3 separate regions of the Zea mays genome follow, and regions 1 and 2 are each linked to region 3. A link is a contact called in public Hi-C data. All regions are on one chromosome and are shown on one strand. Each heading gives the region's core, a stretch centred on a gene start, on an enhancer-like site or on the middle of the called end of the contact. The rest is flanking DNA. Distances are from core to core; before and after follow the strand shown. Region 1 holds the start of LOC100284304 (60S ribosomal protein L9-like). Region 2 holds the start of LOC100284797 (glycoside hydrolase, family 28). Region 3 has its middle 24 kb from the start of LOC100272976.

The links. Hi-C and Micro-C count contacts between places; a contact is called where the count stands out from the background.
Region 1: a contact with region 3 is called in a Hi-C map of leaf, with 2.1 times the contacts expected there. The contact joins the promoter of LOC100284304 here to the enhancer-like site in region 3. A contact is called at or near these places in 2 of 25 Hi-C or Micro-C datasets (ear and leaf).
Region 2: a contact with region 3 is called in a Hi-C map of ear, with 2.4 times the contacts expected there. The contact joins the promoter of LOC100284797 here to the enhancer-like site in region 3. A contact is called at or near these places in 2 of 25 Hi-C or Micro-C datasets (ear and leaf).

Annotation. Positions count from the first base shown.
Region 1 is chr6:65,527,663-65,531,290 of Zm-B73-REFERENCE-NAM-5.0, forward strand. LOC100284304 (60S ribosomal protein L9-like) reads right to left here and starts at 1,600. Exons shown (of 3, transcript NM_001374378.1): 1 at 1,144-1,600; 2 at 899-1,021; 3 at 1-208. The coding sequence starts at 1,506. The coding sequence ends at 122.
Region 2 is chr6:65,406,608-65,409,882 of Zm-B73-REFERENCE-NAM-5.0, forward strand. It overlaps LOC100284797 (glycoside hydrolase, family 28), which reads right to left and starts at 1,347. Exons shown (of 2, transcript NM_001157692.1): 1 at 1,256-1,347; 2 at 1-901. The coding sequence starts at 1,300.
Region 3 is chr6:66,076,422-66,079,890 of Zm-B73-REFERENCE-NAM-5.0, forward strand. No RefSeq gene overlaps it. Among protein-coding and RNA genes, the nearest start is that of LOC100272976, 24 kb to the right of the region's middle. Within about 2 kb of position 1,835, at least 16 of the 20 cell types and tissues checked have an H3K27ac peak or open chromatin away from gene starts, as enhancers often do. A contact at or near this core is called in ear and leaf, where this site is marked.

The sequences.
Region 1 (3,628 bases), core at 350-2,849, 550 kb before region 3:
CGATAATATTGTAGGATAAGATAATGGTCCACAACACATCCTAACCGATTACAAAGTTCACCTTGAGAAAATTGCAAACCAAACAATAATTCCAACTCAAACGATAACAACTAATTGTCCCTCACTGCTCCTCTTCGATCACACCCTTGTCGCTCACATAGATACCATCCAAAAACTTCCTGATATCCTTCTTCTTGACATGGCATTTCTGTAGAGAAATGGAGAGAAAATGTTCAGTAGCACATCAATCCGCTATAGTAACGTGAATTATATAACAGCAAAATCTGAAAGACAAAGCTAGTAAAAACAAATGATGTACTTGAGATCAAATCAAAGATCAAAACACAAACAAGAACCAAGACATGCCATGTGTAAAATATCATGGCATGAGCAAGAGGTGGTCAGTATTACCAAATACAACCCACAGCGAGCCTATAAAATGCCTACTGACTTGTTGAGAGCACACTAACCATAGACAAAAATTGCTTAACAAATGGATGGACGATGGACATATATCTTTACATATAAGACGGTGCTTGAGTTCTTGTTTGTATTTGATCTTGGCGCACTAGATAATGCCATGTCACCTTAAAAATGTGATATGCCTACATATTTGAAGCCAAAACCACCTGGCTCATTAACATTTAAGGGCAGCCAATATGATTAAACCTCGGCAAGTCGGCATTCCAATCGGAATGCTAAGGTTTAACTATTTGGAATGCTAAGGTTTAACTAACTAAACAGCGGCACTTGCTTCATAGCAGAGCAATTATAAATGCAAGGTTCACGATCTACCACATCAAAGCACACCAGACACTGCATATAGCAGCAGCAACCTCATATGTAATGGTTCATGTGTAATAGTAAGAGATGATGAGCGAAGCAAGCCGGGATTCACCTGGTTGATGAGGGCGGCGGAGCGAGAGACTAACTCGACGTCGTTGCCATCGAGAATAAGCTCGTCCTTGACCTTCTCGGAGCGGAGGATGGTCACGCCGTCAAGCATGTCCACCTTTCTGACCTGATCGACCCCGGGATCACCACCAAGCAGTCAGACAGACACAGGTCAGAACACATCGCAACCTCCCAGATCTGATCTGCTTCGACGCACGCACGAAACAGAGATATGTGTGTAGGGTGTACCTTCTTCTCGCCGAGGAAGTTCCTTATCTCGATGGCGGTGTTGGAGTTGGTGATGGACGCGTTGATGGGGAAATGGGCGTAGACAAACCTCATCTTGTAGCGGTAGCCCTTGGTGACCCCCTTGATGAGGTTCTGGACGTGGGAGATGGCGGTGCGGATGGCGGCCATGGTGCGGCGGGTGCCGAACCATGCGTCCACCTTGAGCTTGCGGCCGCCCTCCTGCAGCTGGAAGTCGAGGTTGAGGTGCTTGAAGTTCCGGGTGAGCTTCCCGCGGGGGCCCTCCACCGTCACCAGCTTGGCCGCCACCGTCACTGTGACGCCCTCCGGGATGTCCATCGTCTCCGACGCCAGGATCGTCTTCATCTTGCCTCCTCCTCGGGGTCGCGGGGCGGGCGGCGGAATGGGGTAGGAGGGTTTGCGAAGGAGCGGCGGCGCGCGGAGGGCGATCCTTTTATATAAAAAAGGGGCGGCCAGGGGTAGGGTTTTGTGGTTTGATCGGTCGATCCCCGCCGTCGGATCGGTGGCTTTAGGGTTGGTTTGCAGTTTGCTGGTCAAGTGGTCAGGTGGGCCTGTAATGCTACTTGGTCACTCGGCTGGGCTTCAGATCACACTTTTGGCAAGGGCGCCCTCTCACTCTCACTCGCTGTACCTTACTCCTTCGAGGTTCACGTCGCGTCACTCATCGCCATCGTGTTCTCGACCGACGACATTCACACACAGCGAGCTCCTGGAAGTAGAGTCGCAGACACACACTGTCAGCACTGCTTCTTCAGTTGGTAGTGTTTGGTTGAGGAGCCAAGTAGAACGGAGCCGTTCCATTCCTGATTCTAGGAACGGAGTCGCTCTGTTCTGTGTTTGGTAATCTGGAACGGAGCGGCTCTGTTTTTTGTTTGGTTGCAGAGTGAACGGAACAGAGCGTGACTGTGAGAGCGGGATGAGAACGGAGCGGCTCCGTCCGGTTGATTTTTTTGGAGCGGAATGGTTCCGGATCTGAGGAGAATATTCCCTAATTGGAGTCATTCCGTTCTAGTTACTTTGTAGCCAAACAGCAACAAAACTAGGACAGAACGGCTCCGTTCTACTTGGCTCTTCAACCAAACACTACCTTGCTGAATCAGAAGCAAGACAGGAGCACGATGATGTGCAAGTTGATAGGCTACGCAGGAGCGGAAGGGTGCGCAAGGCAAACCCGGCTGTGTTCGGCCCACAGTGGGTCACCAATTAAGCCCACCTGTAATAGGAAGATGTGTATTAAGGCTGGTGGCAGTGCGGGCTGCAGCGCGGGCGAGAAGAGGCCGCTGCCGCTCGCGCGCGGGCGAGAGGTGGGCGAGAGGCCGGCGCCGGGCGATGGCGCTCGCGCCCGACGAGAGCGGGCGGTATCGCCTCGCTCTCGCCCGCGCTGGAGCGCCCGCCCGGGCGAGATGCGGGCGAGAGGGAGGCGAGGCACTGGCGGGGCGAGAGCGACGTGGCGCGATCTGATTGGTCCATGTGTCGCGATCCGATTGGTCCACGTGTGCTAGCCGTTGCAACTAGCCGTTTTTGACCGTTTGGAGTCCAAAAAATTCGAAAAAAATGCAAAAAATCACAAATTTCATCCCCAATCCCTCTATATATACCCCTACCCAGGTGGAGCTCATTCTACACACCATTTCATCTCATTTTTCTCTTCCAAACTCCTCTTTCTTCACACAATGTCGGGTTGGTCCCCAGATTTGAACACCTTCACGGATCTCTTGCAGTCCGATGGGTCACCTACAACCCTTCTGTTAGATGAGTCTTCTTCACTACATCGTCGCTCCGATGTTTTAGCCTCACTCCCCCGTGCATTATTTCCGGCTGCACGTCCACCACCATACCCTTATCCCTATCATTTGTATCAATATCCGTTGTCTTCATATAGTCAACCTTCAACTTCTCAAGCCAGAATTCAAGCCTCATTCCCGGTACGTCCGTATGCCCCTCCCCCACCTGCTGCGGACGGAAGTCAAGCTTCTTTCCAGATACCTCCATACGCCCCTCCTCCATATGCTCCACCTCCGTATGGAGTACCTCCTTATGCTCCATATGCTCCACCTCCGTATGGAGCACTTCATCCATATGCTCCACCTACGTATGGAGCACCTCCTCCAGTTGCACCTTTATCTGTTGGATCTGAAAACCAAGCTGAGGAAAATGGTGGCAAGTTGTTCGCCACGAGCCCAAGTGGTCAGCAAAGCATGGTCTTGGTAGTGGATCTGATTCGACTGCGAATAAGAGAACCCGACTCGGAGTCTCTGGTGAATATAGTTCTGGAGGCACTGAAGACACCGAGGAGGAAGTGCCCCGACCAGTGGGGCGTGATAGGGCAAAGGCGGCTGCGCGAAAGACAAAGACGAAGGGGAAAGGGAAGGAAGCCATGAGCAGCGAATCAACAAGTGAAGCATTCAAAATGAATAACTTGTGGGGTGGATTAGTGAAGGCCAAGCTTTTGAAGCAATGGAACATC
Region 2 (3,275 bases), core at 97-2,596, 670 kb before region 3:
CGCCCGACATCTCGCTGCCCAGCGCGATGACGGCGCTGGTCGGGGACACGCACGTGAGGCGGCGGATGACGATGTGCTGGCTGGGCATCCCGTACGAGATGCCGTACTCGTCCCAGCCGCTCTTGATGGCCACGCAGTCGTCGCCCGACACGATGTAGCAGTCCTCGATGCGGACGTGAGAGCAGGAGTCTGGGTTGATGCCGTCGGTGTTGGGCGAGTTGGTCGGCGCCAGGATGGTGATGCCTTGCACCACGATGTTGCTGCTGTAGACTGGGTGGATGTTCCACGCCGGCGAGTTGAGCAGCGTCAGGTTGGAGATGTAGATGGTGTCCGAGTGCATCAGCTCGATGAGGTAGCCGCGCGTGTACTTGAGCTGGTTCTTGTGGAACTTGGACCACCACATGGCGCCCTGCCCATCGATCGTCCCGTTGCTGCCAGTGATGACTACGTCGGTCAGGTTCGATCCGCCGATGAGGCTAGCGAACCTCCCTCCGACCTTGTCCCTCCCTCTTCCGTAAGAAGGCAGGGGATCCACGATTGGCCACTCGCCTACGTCCTGGGAGCCGAGGATGACGGCGTCTTGGTGGAGGTAGAGGGTGAAGTGGCTGGTCAGGTTGAAGGGGCCCGTCAGCCACTTGCCCGCGGGCACGTACAGCATGCCACCGCCGCCGCCCTCGCCCGAGTACTGCGACAGGTGGTCCACCGCGGACCGGAACGCCGCGGTGTTGGAAGTGGTGCCGTCGCCCACGCCGCCGAAGTCCGCCACCGACGCCGTGTGCGCCCGGCAGGCCGGCGCCAGGTACATGCTCTGCCCGCTGCCGCGCGCCGGGGAGGCCCCGTGGCGCCGCCCGGACACCGCCGCCGCCGCGGCGAGGGCCAGGAGGCACAGGGACCGCAGAATCTGTTCCAGGAAACAGGAGTGTGCTTCAGATCAACAACTGGCTGCTACCACATACATGACCTGATCGATCTGGTTCGGTGGACTGGGGAAAAAAATTCTGATCTTGAATTGAAAAAAAAAACATTCTGGTTTGTGAGGCAAAAAGACGGCACTTTTCTTTTCAGCACCTCCATGCGCACATAATGACCGGAAAGGCGTGAAACTTTCAGCTGGGAGCTAGATGAGATCTGTCAGGACAAGAGGAGTACTGAAGAGCAGAACCGCGCAGCTAGCGCAGGAGGAAGAAGGAACACGCACGCGGCCGCCACGAACGAACGCGGTGAGAGTTTCGGGGCAGTGAGTTACGTTACGTACCTGGAGGAGCGGGGCCGCGTTGAGGCCGAGCGTTCGCGGCGCCATTGCTGCTCAGCCTGGACCTGGAGTGACTCGTGACTCGTGAGGCACGGGATGATGGAGTGGAGTGGATTGGATGGTAGCGGCACGGCAGCCAATTTATAGGAGTCCTTGCCGCACTGTTCAGCACTAGCTCCTTCATTAATTAATGCAGTACCAGTGGTAAAGCATGTATCTTTTACTGACTAGCTCTTTCGGTTGCCTGATCGCTTTTCACCGGTCCGGCGTACTTATGCATGTCATTTGCAGCTACAGAAGAATTATGTACGCTCTTAATAACTTTCGCTTAATTACTTGTTTGTGAAAAAGGTTAATTGCTTGTACTTTATATCGGCTTAGTGAAGGCTCCTATGTAAAAACTTTAGTTTCAGTTAGCTGGTGCACGCGAATTAGTAGTCAATACTCGGTAGTATACATATTATTTGGTGAAGTGCTGTTGGTGCTTCGTCGGCTGGTGCATTGCATTGGCATTGTGTGAAGTACCAGTGAGGTGACCACATGGAGGTAAATGGAAGCCAATCAAGTTTTGCTGCTAAGAATTAAAATTATGCACTTAGCTTCAATCGAGATAAAGAAATTGCTCAAACCAAAAGCGCGTCAGCCAACCGGTGATCTTATTATTTCAAAATATTCTTAAGATTAACACAAGGCCAACAAAACGAACATATCGTGTATCTGGCACAGAAAAGTCCGAATCTGCCCAAAATCGTATCGCTATCTATTGCCGTTTTCAGCAGCTCCAAATTCATTTTTCGAATGTGAAACTGAACCAAACAGACTCCGCTTAAGCTGAAATTCTACACACACCTTAACAAATGAGTTTCCAAGGTCTCCACAAATTTTGAATTCAAATGAATTTTTAAATCAATCGCAGATCAGAAAATACAAACATACTTAGGGTTTTGTTGGGGTTTTGCCTTTGAAATCAATCCACAACCAAAAAACTGTGCAACCAGAGTTTCTTAGTGGTATAAGGTCTGAATCAAACCCAGAGAAAAACTTCAAAACAATCTCCAACTCAAGAACTCGAAGGTTATTCCACAATCCAAAGAGAAAATGAAAGAGAAGAGAGCAAGAACAAAATCAAATCAAAACTGCAGCAAAAACAAAATAGAGCACATGATTCAACAAATCCTATGGATGGATCTGGCCACCTTTCCTTTGAACGACGAGGTGAAGATTACAAAGACACACATGTAGAGTCAAATCATCTGCGGATCTCAGGCTAAACTACTGCGAAAACTAGAGAATGAAATTAGGGTTTTCTAAATATAAATGAGCTAGCCAAAAGAGAGATAGACAAAGAGATGGTTGTTTACAACAACCCACCTATCTATTTGTAGAGGGTTATTTCACTAGTCTAAACTACCATAGATACATAGAGCCTTTCCACTTAGCTGGGGACGAAATGGACTAACTCCTGGAATTTTGATCTGACGGCCATGCGCTACACACGAATTTGGTTCGCCTCGACGCACTCTTGTCAAGATATCTTCTGAGGAGACGAAGGTACAAGATGTGACGAAGTAGGCTATGAGCCCTTCTTTGTCTTCTGCTGCTGAGGTCTCGGAGATTTTGAAGGTAATGACTGAACCTTTCCCATTTGCACTGCTTAGTCCTCTAAGGTTGGATCTGACTGGCCTCTTGCAGTCAAGGGAAACTGCTTCGGCTGGCGAGTGGAATAATGGGGGTCAAAAGAAATGGCGTATGTGAACATAATGGAAGCTATTGAACGGACCCCACCCTCAGCTTCGGCAGGCAAAGTTGCTATACCCACCGATGCCAAAGCTACCGCCACATCCGAAGCCGAGAATCTCGCAACCACCCTGTCAGAAATCGACGGACTCATATCAGATGTGGTTGCAGAGAGAGATGTAGCCGCAATGGCTTCTGATAAGGGGAAGAAAATTGAAGAAACCTCTTTGGAATGTATGAATTTCGACCTACAACACCTGGGCGGCCAACAACTTTCCAAAGAAGA
Region 3 (3,469 bases), core at 585-3,084:
GAATGCGTGACCGGTGACACGGCCGTCCGGGGCGCCCACACTACAGTCCTACACGTGCACTGAAGGCGATGTTTATATGCGAAATCCTACTATTAGAAATCGTACACCAAAATAAATCATGTAACAAGAGATGATTATAAGATAAGCGCACGTGGAGAATGCTGCTACTACGAGTAGTAGTAGTAGTAACAACTGGGGCATGCATGCTACCTGGCCCATTCCGACAGCCACGAAGTTTATTTATCAGTTTCCAGTGTTCTGCACAGGAAATTGAATGAGGGCAGTTGGATGCTAGCGAATGAGCTAAGCTGTTTGACGAAATGTATATACAAAGGGTGCCTTTAATAATTTGGATGCACGTGATCAATACACATGGCATGTTTGACGGTATAGAGCTTCTCGGTAGATTTAAGCAGAAATTGTACCAAACACAATGCTTCTATTGCTCGGCCTCAAGACCTACGCTTGGGCCCGGGGTCATGAAGCAACGCTACGCAGCTGCAAGGGGCCTAGCGCTGTTGGGGCTCCCTGAAGTCGAGGCGACATTGAATGTTATAGATGGAGTGGTACGGACCTGCCATTGCTGCCGTAGAGACGACCCAATGCCTGGCCTTTTGGCCTGGCCTCGGTCCACCAGGGTTCTAGGCGTTGGAGGTGTCGATCTTTTGAGGAGGCGTGTGATGGGACATCATAGGACCTAGGTGGCGCTTCCCCAACTAGGGGCGATGCTCCAGCTCCAGTGTGCCAAAGGCGCAAGAGTTGGGACCACGGACAGAGGCATGAACATGAACTCAACAAGGATGCATGTTGATCAGGGTTGTGAGACGCGGTGTCATAGTGGTTACTGTGGTCCTCACCGACAACCTTGGGCTCACGACTAGGCATGAAGATGTTGCAAAGACATGCCAAGCGAGCTCTCTATCTGGTGCGCTAGCTGTCGTTGTCTGACAGTCAGGGATACAAGAAAGTGCCCCTGTTTAGGTTCGGCTGGGGTTAGGCTATGTCACGATATCAACTCTCATGGTCGGTTGGGCCCTACCCAGGTAACTTGGGAGAGATCACGACAAACATGAGGACACCACGAAGGAGACAACTGTGTAGAGAGGTTCGAGCCACCAAAGTGTAATACCCTATGTACTCTTTTGGGTGGTTTGTATTGCTTGGAAGTGGCTAAATGACTAGCACAACGATGACTATGAGAGCCTGAGAGCGGGAATGTCTAAAAAGGGAACCTCTACACTGGGACACCCTCTCCCTTTTATAGTTAAAGGGAGAGGGTTATAAATAACAAGTCGAGGCAAGCTGATAGCATGACCCGATCTATTTAGTGCAGATCACGTAGACATCAATCTGTAGTCTTGTTGGAGTGTTGTTTGCATGTCGCGGATGACCAGGGACGTGGTAAGTTATGGCACACGTCGTCCGCGTCGCACAATGTTGCACTTGTGTAATACCCAAAAATATAAATGTATAGAAGAATGGGAATATCAAATATGAGTGATATGTGTGTTCTTTTGTTTATTCACTTTATAAATCCTCATGCCTAAAAAATCAAACTACTTAGCAAAAGATAAATAAAAATTTATAATTGCACCTCATGCTGAGTCTTTTGATGTGTTGCATTGGATTGAAAACTTTGATAAAACAAAACTTTATTTGAATCTACATTCAAAAGCTGAAAATAGTAAACAAAAACAAAAAAAGAAAAATAGAAAGTGCCCTGGCTGGGCCGAAGTCCTCGCTTTCGTCCCAATAGAAGATTCACTCCCACACTAGCCGGCCCATACGACCGCCGCACGTCGTGGTGCGCCTATAGGTTGGCTCAGCCTTTTAGTCTTTCCAAGACTCGTGCTGGCTGACCAGCGGGGGTGACCACTCATTTCCATACGCTCGTGCCCTCGCATAGCCGGTCGCACGCACTTGGGCCCCTTGTCAGGCATCTCATCACCGCATCGTGCCGTGTGCTGCAACCGCCATCCCGGGATCAGTGGGGTCGTTACGCTTTCTTGGCACCAACTAGATGGTTTTCTAGGGTATAAAGTCAGTCGGGGTCGCGCCCGATTTGCCCAACAAACTGGAGGCTCGAGCAACCCCTTTGTCCAGCGCCACTGCCACCACAAAATGAAGTCAGAGAGAGAGAACCAAAGCCATCACACCCTCATCCCACGTCCGCTGACGTTCGGTGCCCGAGGAGGAGTCACAGACGTTTGCCAATAATCGTAGGACACGTCCAAGCCAACCATCGGTCGCGAAGGTCATTGGAGGTTCATGAATTGCTCGTGGGAGTTGGATTGTTCCGCGGCGCCGCCCCTCGCCGCGGGCTACCTTCTCTACCGTGCTATAGCTAGTAAGTCCTCTACCAGAACGTTCGTCGTGTCTCGGGCATCACATAGGACAGTTCATAGCATAGATTGGGGTCGGGAGCATCGTAATGGGTTTGCTCTGGCCATGGCCGTGGAGATCGGAGGGGGGCAAGATTGTATGCGTAGTTGATCTAATCCTAAATGGCTAGGATTAGATTTTACCTACCCCTTTGCGCGATTTAATCCAAACCATAGAATCTAGATCGAATGGATACGAGTTGATCTCCACCACTTAGAATCCAGACCGTAGATCACAGATCCGAGGGTCCAGGAATCATACCGATTCGTTGAGGAGAAGTTCTAATCAGGATCGACCACTTCATATCCAGCGGCACAGATCATCCCATATCCCTTCGTTGGGCGATTTTATTAAAGAGCCCCTGACAAATATTCAAATAAACCTGTCGTCCATGCCAACTCAAGGTTTAATACAAACATATCCTTATTTTTACAATTTAACCCCTAGCTTTACTGAGACAATGACCCGCAGTCCATGTCGTCAATTTATATGAACAAAAAAATATGGAAAATGCTTTGTAGTATAAGAATAAATCTAAAAACTTTAGAAAATTCATAAGTTATCCATTTGAACTCTGATTTTAGTGGTTCTCGAACCTACGGTTTTGTCTCGACGCGTAGGATAATATTGTGCAGTTTGTTCTTATGTTTGGTGTAATGTTAATTTTGTCCCTGTATTCTTTGTTTGTATTATCGCGAATAGACAAACAAGTGACCGAGGAACTCTATCACGGAACCTCCCAAGGTATTAGGCCCACCTATAGATGACCTTGTCCTAAGGACCTCGGACAACCATGTAGATGCATGTAATCACTCGACAAGTTCGGTCATCTGTATCATCATCATATTGCCCAGGAGCGCTTCACCCATCACACAGACATTACACACATAGCCGGAGTATGAAAATAGCGAAAGCGGATTACAATAACATAATTTACATTAATAAAATATATAGAGAGAGTATTATTACAATACCGGGTGTCATGAGTGCATAACTTATTATTACAAAATAGGGAGGTAAAACATCTTCCCACACAAAAGCTTAGTGTTTTAAACTGGTAGGCAACACATCCTCCCCAAACAGTTTC